Linked DNA regions of Mus musculus: all the other regions are linked to region 1. A link is a contact called in public Hi-C data. All regions are on one chromosome and are shown on one strand. Each heading gives the region's core, a stretch centred on a gene start, on an enhancer-like site or on the middle of the called end of the contact. The rest is flanking DNA. Distances are from core to core; before and after follow the strand shown. Region 1 holds the start of Daw1 (dynein assembly factor with WDR repeat domains 1). Region 2 holds the start of Krtap28-13 (keratin associated protein 28-13). Region 3 has its middle 25 kb from the start of Ccl20.

Region 1 (4,993 bases), core at 1,849-4,348:
AGAGCCCATTGGGGGCATCCTTTATACCAGCCTTACCCTCAGGAACTAAGTAGTTCCCCAAGCCCCATTTCCTATACTATCCCTTTTGGGTAAGAATTTGAACATAGGATATTTGGAGAGAGTGGAACAGATAGTCAGCCCACTGCAGGGGACAGACCTAGAGTCAGACACTACATTCTGTAGAAGTCCTTGCCAATGCCGATTGCTCATCTATTGAGGAATTGCACAAAACCACTGAGGGTTCCATCCATGAAGGGTGGTAATGTCACCCTGTGAGAAAGCCACACTAAGCCACAGACTGTGATGCAGACCATCATCTGGGCAGTGTGTGCACGTGTGTGTGTGTGTGTGTGTGTGTGTGTGTGTGTGTGTGTGTGACTCATAGCTCAACACACTGGAGGTGAAAGAACTCTGCATACTTGCACACTGGTTGAGAGACTGGTCCTGTGGCTTCTGGTAATGAGTAAGCAGTAAGTCAACTTTAACCTCAATTTGAGCCACTGCCAAGAGAGATCTGAGTCCATTTGACACTCTACCTGCTTTTTATTTAATGACCTGTTTGTACACAACTAGAAGACAATAGTTTTCTAGGAAAATGGCATATGAGAACTTAGATTGGACATTTGTCAAGGGTTCTGGTTTGTTGAATTAGGACCCTAATGTCCCTAATATAAGAGGTCCTTGGAAGGACTACTATGGTTTTGGAAACTGAATAGAACTCAGTGTGCCATTTCTGAATAATTGTTCTCATACAGAGACCAAGGTAAAGGCCTGTTGACTTCTTGGGAGGTCTTGGCCCTGAAGAAATTGGGATTCAACTTGAAGGGTATGTTTAGTTTGGGTTTGAAGAGGTATGTATTGAGGGCTTGGGCCCCAAATGTAGTGGTGTTCAGAAACAGGGTCTTTTGGAGGTGACTGGGTGACTCTAACTTCATCAATAGATTGACCATTAAGGGAGTCACAGCTTAATTGTCTATTGGGAATTAGTAGCAGCTAAAGGAATTGGGGCCTACTTGGAAGAAGGAGAACATTTAGGGGTTCCCTTAATTTTCCCGTCCCCTCCCTCTGTTTGCTTCCTGGCCACAATGAGGTGGATAGCCTCCTGTAGAACATGCTGTGATGTTTCAAGGATAGACCCCCAAAGTGACCGAGTCAACCATAGACTCAAACCTCAAAAGCCATAATCCAAAATAAGCCCTTCATCATTTAAGTTGATTCCTTTCAGGTATTTTATTATAGTAACGGAAAGCTGACCCAGAGAGAATGGGGTGGGGGCAGTGCTGCCTTTTGGATTGGGTCAAATAATGCATTGTGGGCAGGACTTTCTGAATTGTATCCTCTCTTGTGGACTATGACAGCAGATACTGAAGTAACTTGCTATAGTTATGAAGGCAATGATGCTGTAAAAGAAGCCCTGAGGGCAGGTTTGAATTGTTCTACAGAAACCATGCCCATCAAGATTAATCTAATAGTTCTGCCCAGGTATGTGATGAAAAGAAGGACACTGGGGATGACATAGTCTCTCTGTCCTCAATCAGGCTATGGCAGTCATCAAAGAGAAGATTGAGGAGAAGAGGGGAGTGTTCACAAGAAACTCAAGAAGAGCGAAGACCAGAGTGTGGATACTTCATTCCTCCTTAGAATAGGGAACAAAACACCCATGGAAGGAGTTACAGTGACAAAGTTTGGAGCTAAGATGAAAGGATGGACCATCCAGAGACTACCCTACCCAGGGATCCATCCCATAATCAGCCACCAAACCCAGACACTATTGCATATGCCAGCAAGATTTTGCAGAAAGGACCCTGATATAGCTGTCTCGAGTGAGGCTATGCCAGTGCCTGGCAAATACAGAAGTGGATGCTCACAGTCATTTATAGGATAGAACACAGGGCTTCCAAAGAAGGAGCTAGAGAAAGTACCCAAGGAGATGAAGGGGTCTGCAACCCTATAGGTGGAACAACAATATGAACTAACTAGTACCCCCAGAGCTCGTGTCTCTAGCTGCATAGTAGCAGAAGTTGGCCTAGTCGGCCATCATTAAGAAGAGAGGCCCCTTGGTCTTGCAAACTTTATATGCCCCAGTACAGGGGAATGCCAGGGCCAAGAAGTGGGAGTGGGTGGGTAGGGGAACAGGGAGCGGGGAAGGTATAAGGAACTTTCAGAATAGCATTTGAAATGTAAATAAAGAAAATATCTAATTAAAAAAAGAGGGAAGTGTTCAGTGTTCAGATGGAGCCCAAAGTGGTCACAGATACAGATGAGACTGAACGTGCAAGGCAGCTGGAACGGCTTGAAAGAGAAGATGCAGAAGTGGATGGAGATGACGATGCAGAAGAAATGGAAGCCAAAGCTGAAGATGACATTTTGGAAAACAGTCCAATTTACAGAGTACGAGGCAGCCCTTCCTGGCTGCAAACCCTAGACTTGAAAGTTTTCCAGTATTGGAAACTTGAAAGCTGAATATTTTTATTTCCAAGTATTTAAGTATTCAACAAGCCAGAATCTAAATGCCCTCCTTCATGTCAGCTGTTTTCACATAGTGGCTCTAACACCTCAAGTATTTTTCTAAGGGAGTGGCTTGATTTGACCAGAGACAAATCTTCAACAGCAGTCCTAATATTGGGCTTACAGTTTCCATTGCTCATGTCTCTGGAATGGCACCCTTATGGTTCAGAGATTTACCAGAGGCTCCAAACACAAACAATCAATCACAATCTTTCTATATAAAATGTATTCAAGCGAACATCAAATAAATTTCTGGGATATTTAAAAAAATTGCATAATTGTATTTGCTCTTTATTGAAAACTGTATGAACATTTTATTTTCCACAACTACTCTTTTTATCACACTCTAAAAGAAGCTAAGATAATCAGTCGATTTGGAGAAAATTTAAACAGTTAAAGAATTAACTCTTTTCTATGTGGTGGACCAATGTCAAAACTGGGACACACTGGCTGCTCCTCAGATAGCTTGCTACAGCAAGCTATGGCTGAGCGGCAAGCTGAGTTTACCCAGCTCTGGGCTGCCGCTGGGCTCCCCTGTACCCGCCCAGAAAAACTTGCGCACGCGCCTTAGCGTCCTACTGCTGTTTGTTAGTTTCCATGGCTACGAAGCCCCTCAGGGTAGGAAAGTAGGAAAATGAAGCTTAAGAGCCTCTTGCTTCGCTATTACCCACCAGGTACGGGGTTCCCACGAGTGGGCCCTGGCTTCCCTTTCTGGGATGGTCTGGGACGAAGGAGGGGGCGGGGACTCGAGGAAGGGCTCTGAGTAGCCGGGTCTCAGTGACCAATTGGGACAGGTAGTTAGAGCTCCCCAGTCTGGGTCACCCACCTTTTCATACGCTGCCGACCACTGTTCCTTAAAGTCCTTTATGTGACTCTTTGAGAAAGTCTTTAAACTTTTAAATGCTTTCTAGTAAATTATGAGTCTGAGGAGGGAGGGGCCGAGGGGTAGTGAACAGTGACACCCTGGGACAGTGTTTTCTGGAACAACAGAGATGAATCTACTGTTATTTTAAAGTCTTAATGATCAAGTTAAAGCGAAGGACACATGAAAAGAAAAACTCATACTCCACTGAGCGCGCCACCTTTGTCACACTCTCCAGTTTGCTGCAGTAGGAAATCAGTTTATGATATGAACGTCCAAGGTAACCTGCTTTGTGCGCCTCGCCATGTGCCTTTAAAGAAGGCCAGAATCCTTGATTCCAACGTGGTGATTGTGAATAAGCCCACGAAATGCTGCTGTTTTAGAGTAGGGTATGCTTTTCTGGTGGTCATAAGTTATGTGTTGGGGAGGGGGGTGGGGTTTGCTCACCATGAGAGAATAACTGAAATACAACTTGTTGAGGACAAAATAGGAGGAGAACTCTCAGCTTCTCGAAACTCAAATTAAAAATAAAAGGGTCAGGGGTGGGGTGGGGAGGGCCGCAGTGAGGAAAGTTATTTTCTGACCTCTGCACACATGTTCTGTGGCTCTCATGTGTGCGTGTGCACATACACATAACATAAATGAATAAATGTAATTGACAACAAAGCCCTTAAAACTTGGCTCAGGGTAACGGCTGACTACAACGGCTCAATGAAACATTTGGGTAAAGAAACTGCAGAGATTTCAGAGTAGAGTAAGTGAATTCACTTTGTCCTGGTTTCAGCATGACAGTTTTAAGGGTGTGAACTTGAGGAATCTCAGGGCACGTGTCTCGTTTGCCTCAGCAAAGCAGCCAACATTTTTTAGCCAAAATGTCTAATAGTCAAGGCTGTTATTTCTTTCTTTGAGGCCATCCTGATTTTGTTCCTTTTGTGCTTTGTCCCCTGTCAGCAGGTCATAGGTTCAGCATTTTGTATTTATTTTCTTCAGAAGCTACACAGACAATCCTTTACTCGCCCTGACACCACTTACTGCTCCTCTCTGCTCAGTCTTTTCCATCTATCAATAAATTATATCAGCTCTACTTCCAAAACATTTGGTGAATCTCTCGGTTCAGCCCTCTTTCCCCTCCCAGTTCGACTCAGCATCCTTTCCGTTTGCTGACACACTCCAGCCCAGTCCGTCTCTTGTTGGGAAACTTCAGGGTCTGCTCAAGTGCTTTCTTGGCTTTGAGTCTCATCTACCGTTTGCCAGTAGAATCTGAACCCAACACCTCCAACAATCGCCTAGTATGCTCCTGTTAGGCTTAGAATAAGATCTACAGTCTGAAAGAAATGGCCCAGGCTGCTCTGTCGACTTCTAGAACTTTACTCTCTGCCATCTCTATAGTTTAGGTCTCTGACCTATTTTTCTAAAACTTACAAGAAGGCCTGTCATGCACTGTCTCCCTTCTGGACAGAGCTTCCCCTAAACCTCACAATGCCTAGCTTCTCTTTACTTTGTTTCAGCCAATGTAACTGACCCAGAGAAACCTACCTTTTCCACATCTCTTACTGACTTCCTGTATAGCATTTTTTTTTTTTTGCTTTTGTTATATTTATCATGACACTGTGATGGTTAGGT
Region 2 (4,993 bases), core at 1,003-3,502, 99 kb before region 1:
GGCCAGGCCTGAGGGCAGCCCAAGTCAGCGATTTTGCCAAGAGTTGTAGCAACCAGAGAACAATCAGGAAGTTTCTATGTTAGGCCTTAGAGAACCTTGTGAGAGTTGTCAATGAGACTACTTTAAAGATCAAGGAAGAAAGTATGAGAGAGTTGGAGGGACAGAGAGCCAGCTGGAGACAGACATGATGGTGTGTAAGAGGCCTTTAGCTATAGGAAGCAATGGGACAAAGGACTCACACAGCTCCTGAACACCCTTCTGTCTAGCAGCAGCACTTCTTGCAGCCACACTTCTGCTGGCAGCAGCACTTCTGCTGGCAACAGCCCTTCCCACAGCCACAGCCACAGCCACAGGAGCCACAACCACAGGAGCGGCAGCAGGAGCGGCGGCAGCAGCAGACTACCGTAGGCTTGCAGCAGCCACAGCAGCCACAGCAGCCACCACAGCAGCCACAACCGCCACAGCCACCACAACCACCACAGCCACAGCCACCGCAGCCACAGCCACCACAGCCACAGCCACCACAGCCACAGCCACCGCAGCCACAGCCACCGCAGCCTCCACAGCCACCGCAGCCACAGCCGCCACAGCCGCCGCAGCCTCCGCAGCCTCCGCAGCCACAGCAACCCATGGTGTTAGTAGAGAGGACTCAGGTGCAGTGAGGAGAGAGACTCAGGAGAGGAGAGGGAGACGTGATGCTCCTCCTCGGAAGTGGCGTTCCTTATATACCAAGTCCTTGGCACGTTAAGTTTATTCTTGTTTTTCTAAACTTCCACGTGAAAGAATTCACGAGGCCTCTGGCATCCTTCCTTGTTGACATCCTAACTCATAGTTAGCTCTAACTTTTACTTACCTCTTCAATCCTATATTTAGATCCTGGCACGAATCTGGCAGCTTTCTATCAGCTAGTACTTTCAATAAGGCCTGGCATGTTGTAAGTACTTAATGGGTACCTTTAAAATTAAATAAATGCTGAGAATATTTTGTAACACTCTCTTGCAGATATAGTCTTTTACAGCTATGAATATCAAACCTAGGTCAGATAAAAGTACTGTGTGTCTATCTCTATGTCTTAGTCATTGCAGGTCAGACAATTATCCATCTTTGGGAACTCTTTTTGGGAACATGCCCCTTTATGAAAATGTTCTCAGAAGAATTCATGGTACAAACTGGCATCAAAAGGGACATGGCAGGCAGCCCTAAAATGAGCAATCTCACTTTAAAGCACAGATGTTCTCTTCATGGTTCCCTGGGATTCTTAATTCACTAGAAAAACCTTTAAAGTTGTAGTAAAATAATTATGTGCTGTCTAATGTTAACAATACAATTCTGTGGCAGCCTGGCCTAAACAGCAGCAAGGGCGAAGCTCCTGTCTTTCGTTGATCTGTTGTATGATTATTTTTGAAATCCCAAAACTCCCTTAAAATGAAATGGTGACTGGAAATGTCCAGCTAACTCAGCCTGCCAGGTTTCCACTTCTGGTCCCAAGCACCTGCCGCAGTCATGTGCAGTGGATGAGGCTACATACTTGCTCAGTTGTCTTCACAGTAGGGCAATTTGGCTAATTTAGATACCACCAATAAGCCACAGCAGAGATCCGTGCATGTGTTGTTCATGTGGTGTGCATGTGGTATGCATGTGGTGTGCATGTGCTATGCATGTGCTGTACATGTGCTGTGCATGCGCTACACACACCACACCACTGTCTCTACTGAACTTACATGCAGGCTCAGGTCACAGATGGATGATCTGGCTTTTCAGGGCCGTATCTACTCTGGGATCCCCATGTTCCAGGGCTTCCAATTGGGATCTCTTTATTAATCCAGTGGGAAAAGAAGGAGAATGAAAGCATTAAAATCCATTCGCTTGATATGCGTCTCGTCAACCAGGGGCTAGGAGGGCTGTTCCTACACAACTGTTTGACTGCCCAGAACCTGGAGGATCCAGCCTCATGCAGAAGACACTCATAAATGTCTCCTTAGATGCAGAATTCACTTGGGAATGCTACAACTGCTTTTCCTCTGCATTTTATGAATCGTATTCCTGCTCTTGGATTAGATAGGCACCATACTTTTTCACTCCCAAATGAATACTCCAAGGGTTTCCAAGATAGTAATGCTAAAAATAGCACTGCTATTGTGACACACTGACTCAAGAAGGAAGTAAACAAAGTCTTGGAAAATTCTCCATGGAAACTAGGCTAAAAATAAAGGGGGAGCAGTATAAAAGGGGGTTCCCAGCAGAAAGAGGGCATCACACTGTTCTCTCCTCTCCTGAGTCTCTCCCCTCACTGCACCTGAATCCTCTTTACTGACACCATGGGTTGCTGTGGCTGTGGAGGCTGTGGCGGCTGCGGCGGCTGTGGTTGTGGCGGCTGTGGCTGTGGCGGCTGTGGCTGCGGTGGCTGTGGCTGCGGTGGCTGTGGCTGCGGTGGCTGTGGCTGCGGTGGCTGTGGCTGCGGTGGCTGTGGCGGCTGCGGTGGCTGTGGCGGCTGTGGCTGTGGCTGTGGTGGCTGTGGCTGTGGTGGCTGTGGTGGCTGTGGCTGCTGTGGTGGCTGCTGTGGTTGCTGTGGCTGCTGCAAGCCTACGGTAGTCTGCTGCTGCCGCCGCAGCTGCTGCCGCTCCTGTGGCTGTGGCTCCTGTGGCTGCGGCTGCGGCTGTGGCTGTGGGAAGGGCTGTTGCCAGCAGAAGTGCTGCTGCCAGCAGAAGTGTGGATGCAAGAAGTGCTGCTGCTAGCTTGGGATGTCTGGCCCCTGAGCAAGTGCTACCAGTACCGATCTGTTGGTAAGTCCTGAGTGCAGAGGATGGAACAAGTCACCCTGATCTCGCTGCTAAGGCTTTCCTCTGTCCTAGTCTGAGTATACCCTGCTGTCTCCCCAGCATCTGTCTCTCTAGAATCCGGACTCTGAAACTTTGTTGCCTGATTTGAATACTCTGAAGTTCAAGTAAATTTCCTTATCATTTTAAATGCAGTCATAGTCAATGTTAAGAAAGGACAAAGGTGCAGGGCATCTTGGTTACTGATGTCAATAAGATTGTATAATGGTCCCCATTGTGTTTCCTTCTTGAATTTCTATCTATGCTTTAGGTCAGCTTGTGTTTAACAATGGCAATGTCTATTCTCTGTAATGGTAATGTATATTCTCTGTTTAACAACGGTAATATAGATTCTCTGTAGTCACAGAAGTCTTTCTAGAGTCCAGACAATGTGTTAATCCCCTTTAAATAAAATTACAAAATAAAACATAAAATGTCTCCTTCAGTCTTATTCACTTTGTTATTTTTGGCATATTATCATTCATTATTATGCTCTGCGAGATATGCCCATCAAACACACACAAATAATTAAGTCCCTATGAGATTTGTTATCTAGATATACACAGATGACCATGAATATGAGGCAGAAAAATAGCCTTGTAAAATATTCACATCGATGGGACATAGTATGGATAAAGAGGATTAGCACACTGTTGTGTGGGCCATGGTTGTAACTCAAAAGAACGAGAGCTCAAGAAACAGATCATCTTGGCACGTGGTTTGAAGAGTCAGTGAGGATTAGTAGAACTGATTAGGGGTAGATGTTCCAGTCAAGACAGAAAGGTGAATAATGGGAGACTGAGACATACATGGGAGTCTGCAAAAAAGGGCATTTGAGATCAAGTATATTGACATCAGCACCTATAAATAAGCAAGAAAAGGAAGGCTAAGATGCTGCTGTAGGCATCTGAGGGTCATATTAAATGTAGTCAGCAATTAGACAAGGAGCCAATCACTTCTCCAAGTTTGTCCCATTCTGTAAGGGATAGAAAGATAGAGAGTTGATAGCCTAGATATGTAAGAGTTATCTAATACTTGCTCAGATCACCCTGCTCACAGTCATGAGGAGTTTTTTCTGTTGTAGATACAACTTGGTACTGTGTCTGGAAACCTGTGAAACCATGAGCTAAAGCAAACCTTTCATCAGTGAGGCTGTTTGTCACTGTAGTGCAAAGTCTAATATAGTAGGCTACAGTGTCATCTGATGGGTGAAGAGACTTGTAGACACTTAATACAACCAATGCAAAGATTCAGGAACTTTCCATATAGTGAATTTTATCTTCTGGGAAGGGGCTTGTCATTTGGTGACTTTTCATCCTGCAAAGATTATAGAATGAATTTACAGAAATCCTACATATCACACACACACACACACACACACACACACACACACGCACACACTCACACTCACACACACTCAATGCATCACACATACAGGCATAGCGGCTTTTTTTTTTTCTCCAAAGATTATGGTGCAGAAAACATGAGATTCAGCCATTCCTAAAAGAGAGTTGGTAAACATGGCAGTATGAGGCTATGCCAGGATGAACGTGACACACTGGTTTACAATAAACTTTTATAAGCATGAACATACTCCAAAATAACAATGGAAGTACAGTGTAGCAATAATATTAGCTAGCAACAGTGTTTGCTATCATTATTAAACACCACACAAAGAATGTAATTGTATACGCTGTACCTTTCTGGGAATGACAGCAAGGTAGGCTTGTTCATACCAGCGATGTCATAAATTCATGAGCAATGAGCCACCACAAATGGATAGTGGCTGCAGTGTCACTGTGTGACAGAAAAATTTCAGATCTATTGCAATTTGATGGGACCACGATCATATGTGGCATGATACTGGACCAACATGACAGACACATGAAAGTCCTATACAAAGAATGTTATTGGGCTGTGTATTGGTGCTGGCTGGCTTGGTGGGACGGCAGGAGACTTTGTGAGGACAGTGAGAGAGGCCCACAGGACAGTGCAAAGGTGAGCAGTGGTGACTGGCTTGCCCTTACGTGTAGGAAAGCTCGGATTTGGCCCACAGCAGGTTTTCTTTGGCTTGGCTCCTGGCTCTCTCATTTGATAGCATGACCAATTTTGTTCAAGATGTCTGAAGTTTAAGAAATGAAGCCTTGTTGGGCTCCTTGTGATTCGGGTTTGTGATT
Region 3 (4,993 bases), core at 1,088-3,587, 68 kb before region 1:
TGGTTAAGAGTGAACATTGCTTGGTGAGGATGTTTACCTTGTTCCCGGGGACTATAGGAGACCCTATGGCCGCCCTTGGCCTAAACCATTCGGGATGAGGTCACCAAGGTGCTTAAATGAGCCTATGATGCTCAGAGGGCCTTTCATTCAGCCTGGCCCTTTCTGCGGTTCCTCTCTCCCAACCCCGTTCCATGGGCATAACAATATCATAGCAAAATCTTCCCAAAGCACCTAAAGGACCTTGCTGGGCTTCTGTTCACATCCTGCCCTGCCTCCTCCCTAGACCTGAGCTCTGCATGGCCTGAGCTGACCTTATAGCTCTGTCCCGCTTTGCCTGCCCCAAGGCAATATCCTCTGAGACTGGTTTAAGAGCTTCCAGAAGCAAAACTCGATGAAACTCCAGGAGAGAACCAAGTTCATGGACAAATAGAGAGTGAAGCTTGTGGAGAAACGGGTCTTCTGAGAGCCAATCACAGCAGCATGAATGCTGGGCCACACCCCTTAGTAAAATACCTCAAGTCAAATAAAATGTTTAAAAATCATGTCCTAGTATTTTCTTATATGAGTATTTAACCTAGTTTGATAACTTTCAAATCAGAAATGTTTCTCACAGACTTTTATATGTATTTATTTACTTAATGCTTTTCCCCTAGCTGGGGGTGTTATGGGATGGTGTAAGGCTTTGGGATGGTGTGGGATGGTATGGAATGGTGTAGGTATGGCACCGAGCTGGTGGAAGTATGTCTGTAGAGGGAGGCCTTGGAAGATTATGCTCAGCTCCTGGTTGGTGGAGGGCTCTCTCTGCCCTATTGTGTATTGTCAGTAATCTGAACAATCCCTACCACAGGCTCCTACACTGTGAATCGATCTGTAGTACCCTAATTGCCACTCCATCAGGATCTGAACCCTCAGGCACCACAAGACAAAACAAATAATTCCTTTCAGAGGTTGGTTCTGTCAAAGCCTCCGGATGACAGTGACCCAGAAATAATACACTGAAAAATCTCTAATGGCTTACATCATTGGTGGACATTTAAAAAATGAATTAGAGGCTGATGAGATTACAGCTAAAGGTGCTTGCTGCCAGTCCTGATGACCTGAGATCAATGCCCAGGACCCACACGGTAGAAGGGAAGTCGTAGTCTGATCCCAAGTGTGTATGTTGTGGTATGCACTTAAATAAATAAATGTAAAACTTTTTTTAAAAGGTGATTTAATTAAAATGAAAAATAACCCCCTTGGGAAGATGACCTGGCATGATATGCCAACATCTTTGGAGACAGGTTCCTGTGTCATGTTGCTATCCTATTATTCTCTGATTCTGTGACTGGGGTGAGAAAGTTCAGTGCAGACAGTGAATTCTGAAACTTGAGACCAGACTGCTGAGGTTGGTGAGAAAAAGCTAAGCTGGAGGTAAAGCATGAGAAAGAACCAGTGATTAACCGGTATAGGAAATAAGGCAGGAGTAAGCCAATATATTTAGATCATGGTGGAGACTTTTGTGAACCTCAGCAAACTCCATTTGAGGTGCTAAATAGATATGGATGTTATGGTGAGGGTGACTATGTGCTGTGAGAAACAAAGACCCTGTTCACAGTAAAGACCCAAATCTTGTTTCATCTCACTGCCTGGAAAAGCAGGCTTCTAACTACATCCCAAGCGATAAAGACAACACAACAGCTAAGAAAGACAATGGTCTGGTTGTTCTAGGAATGAGGGAAGAAACACTTGAGAAAGACCTTTAAGTTGGGAGTGCTCTAAGGCTCAGGGGGTGAGAGACCACAGGCTTCTAAACAGTTCTTGGAAGAGCTGAACTGCAGCTGATAACAGACCGTTAACAGGTGAGGATACTCTAACTCTCCCAGGGCTCCCAAGAATCTAGGTGTTCTTGGAAATCTTGTCTACTCTAGGTGCCTCCAGACACAATGGATGACTGGAAAGCCTGGCTCCAAGAGAATCTCAGGAAGAGGAGCAAAGCTTTTACTTCTGCTCCTGGCTGTGCATTTTGCCCAAGGCTAAGGTGCCTTTGCAGTAAGTTTCCCAGGCATTGTCTTCCCACTCTTCTCAACTCCTCACGCTCCTTTTTGATCACACCCTGGTGAGCCTGTGGTTTGTATGTGCTTACTTCAAACCCCTGTGTGAATTTAGTTTTGTGGCTTGGAGGAGAGAATCGGATGGCTCAAGTACAGTCACGCCAGGATGCTGTTACTCACTCCTGGGAACTGGAAGACATTCAAGAGCTGGAGTATTTGTTGAGACAAGATGCTGACAGGCTACTTTCTACTCTGAAAAAGTCAAGTCTCTTCTTGGTATGCAGGAAATGATAACTAGGTCACAAGGAAGGCAGGACCAAGATCCTAAGTCACAGCTGCAAGGGCTGATGTGAAAGAGGGAGGTACTGGTATCCTTTGACCCTCTGGCCAAATGGCACACGTGCTGGGGAAACTTTTGTAGGATGGTATCACGCAGAGTGTAGGAGGATTGCAAATGGAATGTCAAGCAAGAAGAGGGGGTGTGGATTTATTTTATTATTTTATTTTTAAAGCCACTTTGTAAAAGAAATGAGCATAGGTTCCCAGATGTATCTTAACACATTTAGGAGCTTCCAAGATGTTTGCATACGTATCAGGTAAAAATGTTTTCAATTAATTAATTTATTAATTAAGTAACATTCTACTCCTCCCATTTCCAGAATGTGCATTTTCCTCTTACTCAAGGACAGCTCTTACCTATGTCAAGACAAGTTTTGAGATAACAGTGATTGGGGCGGGGGGAAGTGAGGAGCTGAACAAATCCATCTTATCTTCTGGTACAGTATCATGTGTATGATTCTCATACCACACCATACTATTTTTAATAGACTTAATAAGGATAGAGAGATAATTCTTAAATTTCTATTTTTCTCAGTGTATTCATTAGTGTGGGAGTCCAACAGAGCTGGGTAATCCTCTCACTTGTCTTCTTTAATAGAATGTATAAAATACACAATTTAGAACCATAGTTTCTTTTATTTTTCCTCCCCCTCCTCTTCTCCTCCTAATGTCATCCCTTCCCCTCCCCTTTCCTCTCTCCCTCTCTCCCCCCTCCCCTTTATTTATACTGGGAATTAATGAAGGCAAGGCAAGCACCAATCTTCCATACCCCTCAGCCGTCCTTTTGGTTTTTCTTCTGCCCAGAAGTCCACATTTCTTTGCCTTTCTCTTCGTCTTCTGAGTCGACTGATTGATTGTACCTTCTCTCTGCCCCTTCTTCCATGATATGTTTGCAGAGCCTTAGCGGGGGTGATAGAAATGCCATGTTTAGAGCTGAGCCCTAAACTGTTACTTTTTCTCAACATTTTGAGTGTTGAGTATCTCTGTTTTCATCATCATTGGAGCCAAGAGAACCTTCTCACATTAAGGCTGGGAGTACTGTTTGTCTATGGATACAGTTATAAGTATTTTTAAAGCCTGGTTCCAAGAAAGGAAGCAGTGGATCAATTTCTTACTTAGTTTTGCATGGTTAAGATTTATGAAAAATTAGGTTCTTTAGTTTTTCTTTTTTTAAAAAAGATTGAAAATTGCACTTATTTGGTGTTCATCTGTGGTGGTCAGTGTTGGACTCCCCCTTTCCTCAGGCTCGGCAGCAGGTGCCTCCTCTTGAACCCCTGTCAGCCTTCCTTGGTTGTCTCTTTGCTAATATCCAGAGGCCCCACATCCAGTCTCTACCTCCAATCTTCATTCTTTAATGAATTCTTTCCAGCAGGAGGGAGGAGATATAGCCAACACTAAGGATATTTGAAAAAGCCAAGTGGAAACTTATTACCTCATAAACTCATGTGAAAGAGTTTAATTTGGGTTACCCTACAGAGCGGATAATGCCAAGAGGGGATAATCTCCCAGAAGCCAAGAGGGAGGAGGGGAAGGGAGAGGTAGGAGATAGGAAGGGGAAAGGATTGAAAGAGAAGGGGGAAGGGTAGAGGAGTGGTAAAGGAGGGAGGGGGATGAGGGGAGGAGGGAAGGGGGAGAGGGAAAGAAGGGGGAAATCTTGCGCGTGCTCGACTTGCCAGGAAGAACAACGCTGCAACAGGATCCTTCTGCACACGTGTATTGGGAGAGCTTGATTGTAGAGGTGAAAAGACCCCGAGCCCAGAACTGGTGCTGCTTATATAGGCCTAGGAGAGGCGTGTCTCACATCTGATTGGTTAACTTGTCTCTCATCTTGGCAAAAGAACCTTCACTGCCTATGTATGTGTGGTGGCCAGCAGTAGCCAACTGCCACTCTGCAACTGCCACTCTACAACGGCTTCCCACATGGGAAAGAAAAGGAGGGGGAAGGGGGAAGAAAGATGAGAAAACGAGGGGAGGGGTAAGGGGAAAGGAGGGGTAAGGGGAGAGAAGGGAGAAGTGGGAAGGGGAACGGAGGGGAAGGGATGGCATTGGAAGGAGGAGAAGAAGGGGGTGGAAAAACAAAAGAAAATATATCTATTTTATTGCCAAATAAAAAGTCCAGTGTCAGGTAAAAAGTTCAGATGTCTCTTCTTGGACTGTTGGTTAGGCTATCCCAGGTACAAGCCCCAGACAATGTAGGCTATTGTCATTGTTGTTGATTGGCAAGGAATTGGTGGTAAGTCCCTATTGCTGAAGACATCATGCCCTTTGGCCACAGGACATAGAGAAATCAAGTTGGCCCTGACCAGTTATTTTCCTCATTATTGGCTAGCTTTCATAGGACTGGAAAGTGCTATGCAGGCTGCTAGAGGAAAAAGCCATCAACAATTTTGCCTATTAACCTATTATAATTACCCATATGGTAAGCTATGCCAATAGTGTAATAATGACACAAATATTGTGAAGGTAGCAATCACTTTCTGACTGTATTTAAGGCCTATTCTGCGGGATAGCATGCATGCCTAGTATAGTATATCATCCAAAACCCATAGTCAGGAAGCTCATAGGCTCTGGTGGTGAACCCATGACTACCTTTTTGCTAAATGGACATATATCAAACTGTT

The links. Hi-C and Micro-C count contacts between places; a contact is called where the count stands out from the background.
Region 2: a contact with region 1 is called in a Hi-C map of the AML12 cell line, with 3 times the contacts expected there. The contact joins the promoter of Krtap28-13 here to the promoter of Daw1 in region 1. A contact is called at or near these places in 7 of 39 promoter capture datasets (the 3T3-L1 cell line, 3T3-L1-derived adipocytes, liver and 2 more), 18 of 484 Hi-C or Micro-C datasets (the AML12 cell line, beige adipocytes, cerebellar granule neurons and 11 more) and 2 of 9 other capture datasets (adipose tissue and liver).
Region 3: a contact with region 1 is called in a Hi-C map of adipose-derived mesenchymal stem cells, with 1.9 times the contacts expected there. The contact joins the enhancer-like site here to the promoter of Daw1 in region 1. A contact is called at or near these places in 1 of 39 promoter capture datasets (stem cell-derived epiblast-like cells), 5 of 484 Hi-C or Micro-C datasets (the HL-1 cell line, adipose-derived mesenchymal stem cells, embryonic stem cells and 2 more) and 2 of 115 datasets of contacts at active chromatin or transcription factors (intestinal crypt epithelium and intestinal villus epithelium).

What each region holds. Positions count from the first base shown.
Region 1 is chr1:83,156,657-83,161,649 of GRCm38.p6, forward strand. Daw1 (dynein assembly factor with WDR repeat domains 1) reads left to right here and starts at 3,099. Exons shown (of 13, transcript NM_001372244.1): 1 at 3,099-3,182. The coding sequence starts at 3,143.
Region 2 is chr1:83,058,678-83,063,670 of GRCm38.p6, forward strand. Krtap28-13 (keratin associated protein 28-13) reads left to right here and starts at 2,253. Exons shown (of 1, transcript NM_027778.2): 1 at 2,253-3,244. The coding sequence starts at 2,319. The coding sequence ends at 2,735.
Region 3 is chr1:83,089,289-83,094,281 of GRCm38.p6, forward strand. No RefSeq gene overlaps it. Among named protein-coding and RNA genes, the nearest start is that of Ccl20, 25 kb to the right of the region's middle. Within about 2 kb of position 2,338, at least 21 of the 459 cell types and tissues checked have an H3K27ac peak or open chromatin away from gene starts, as enhancers often do. A contact at or near this core is called in adipose-derived mesenchymal stem cells, where this site is marked.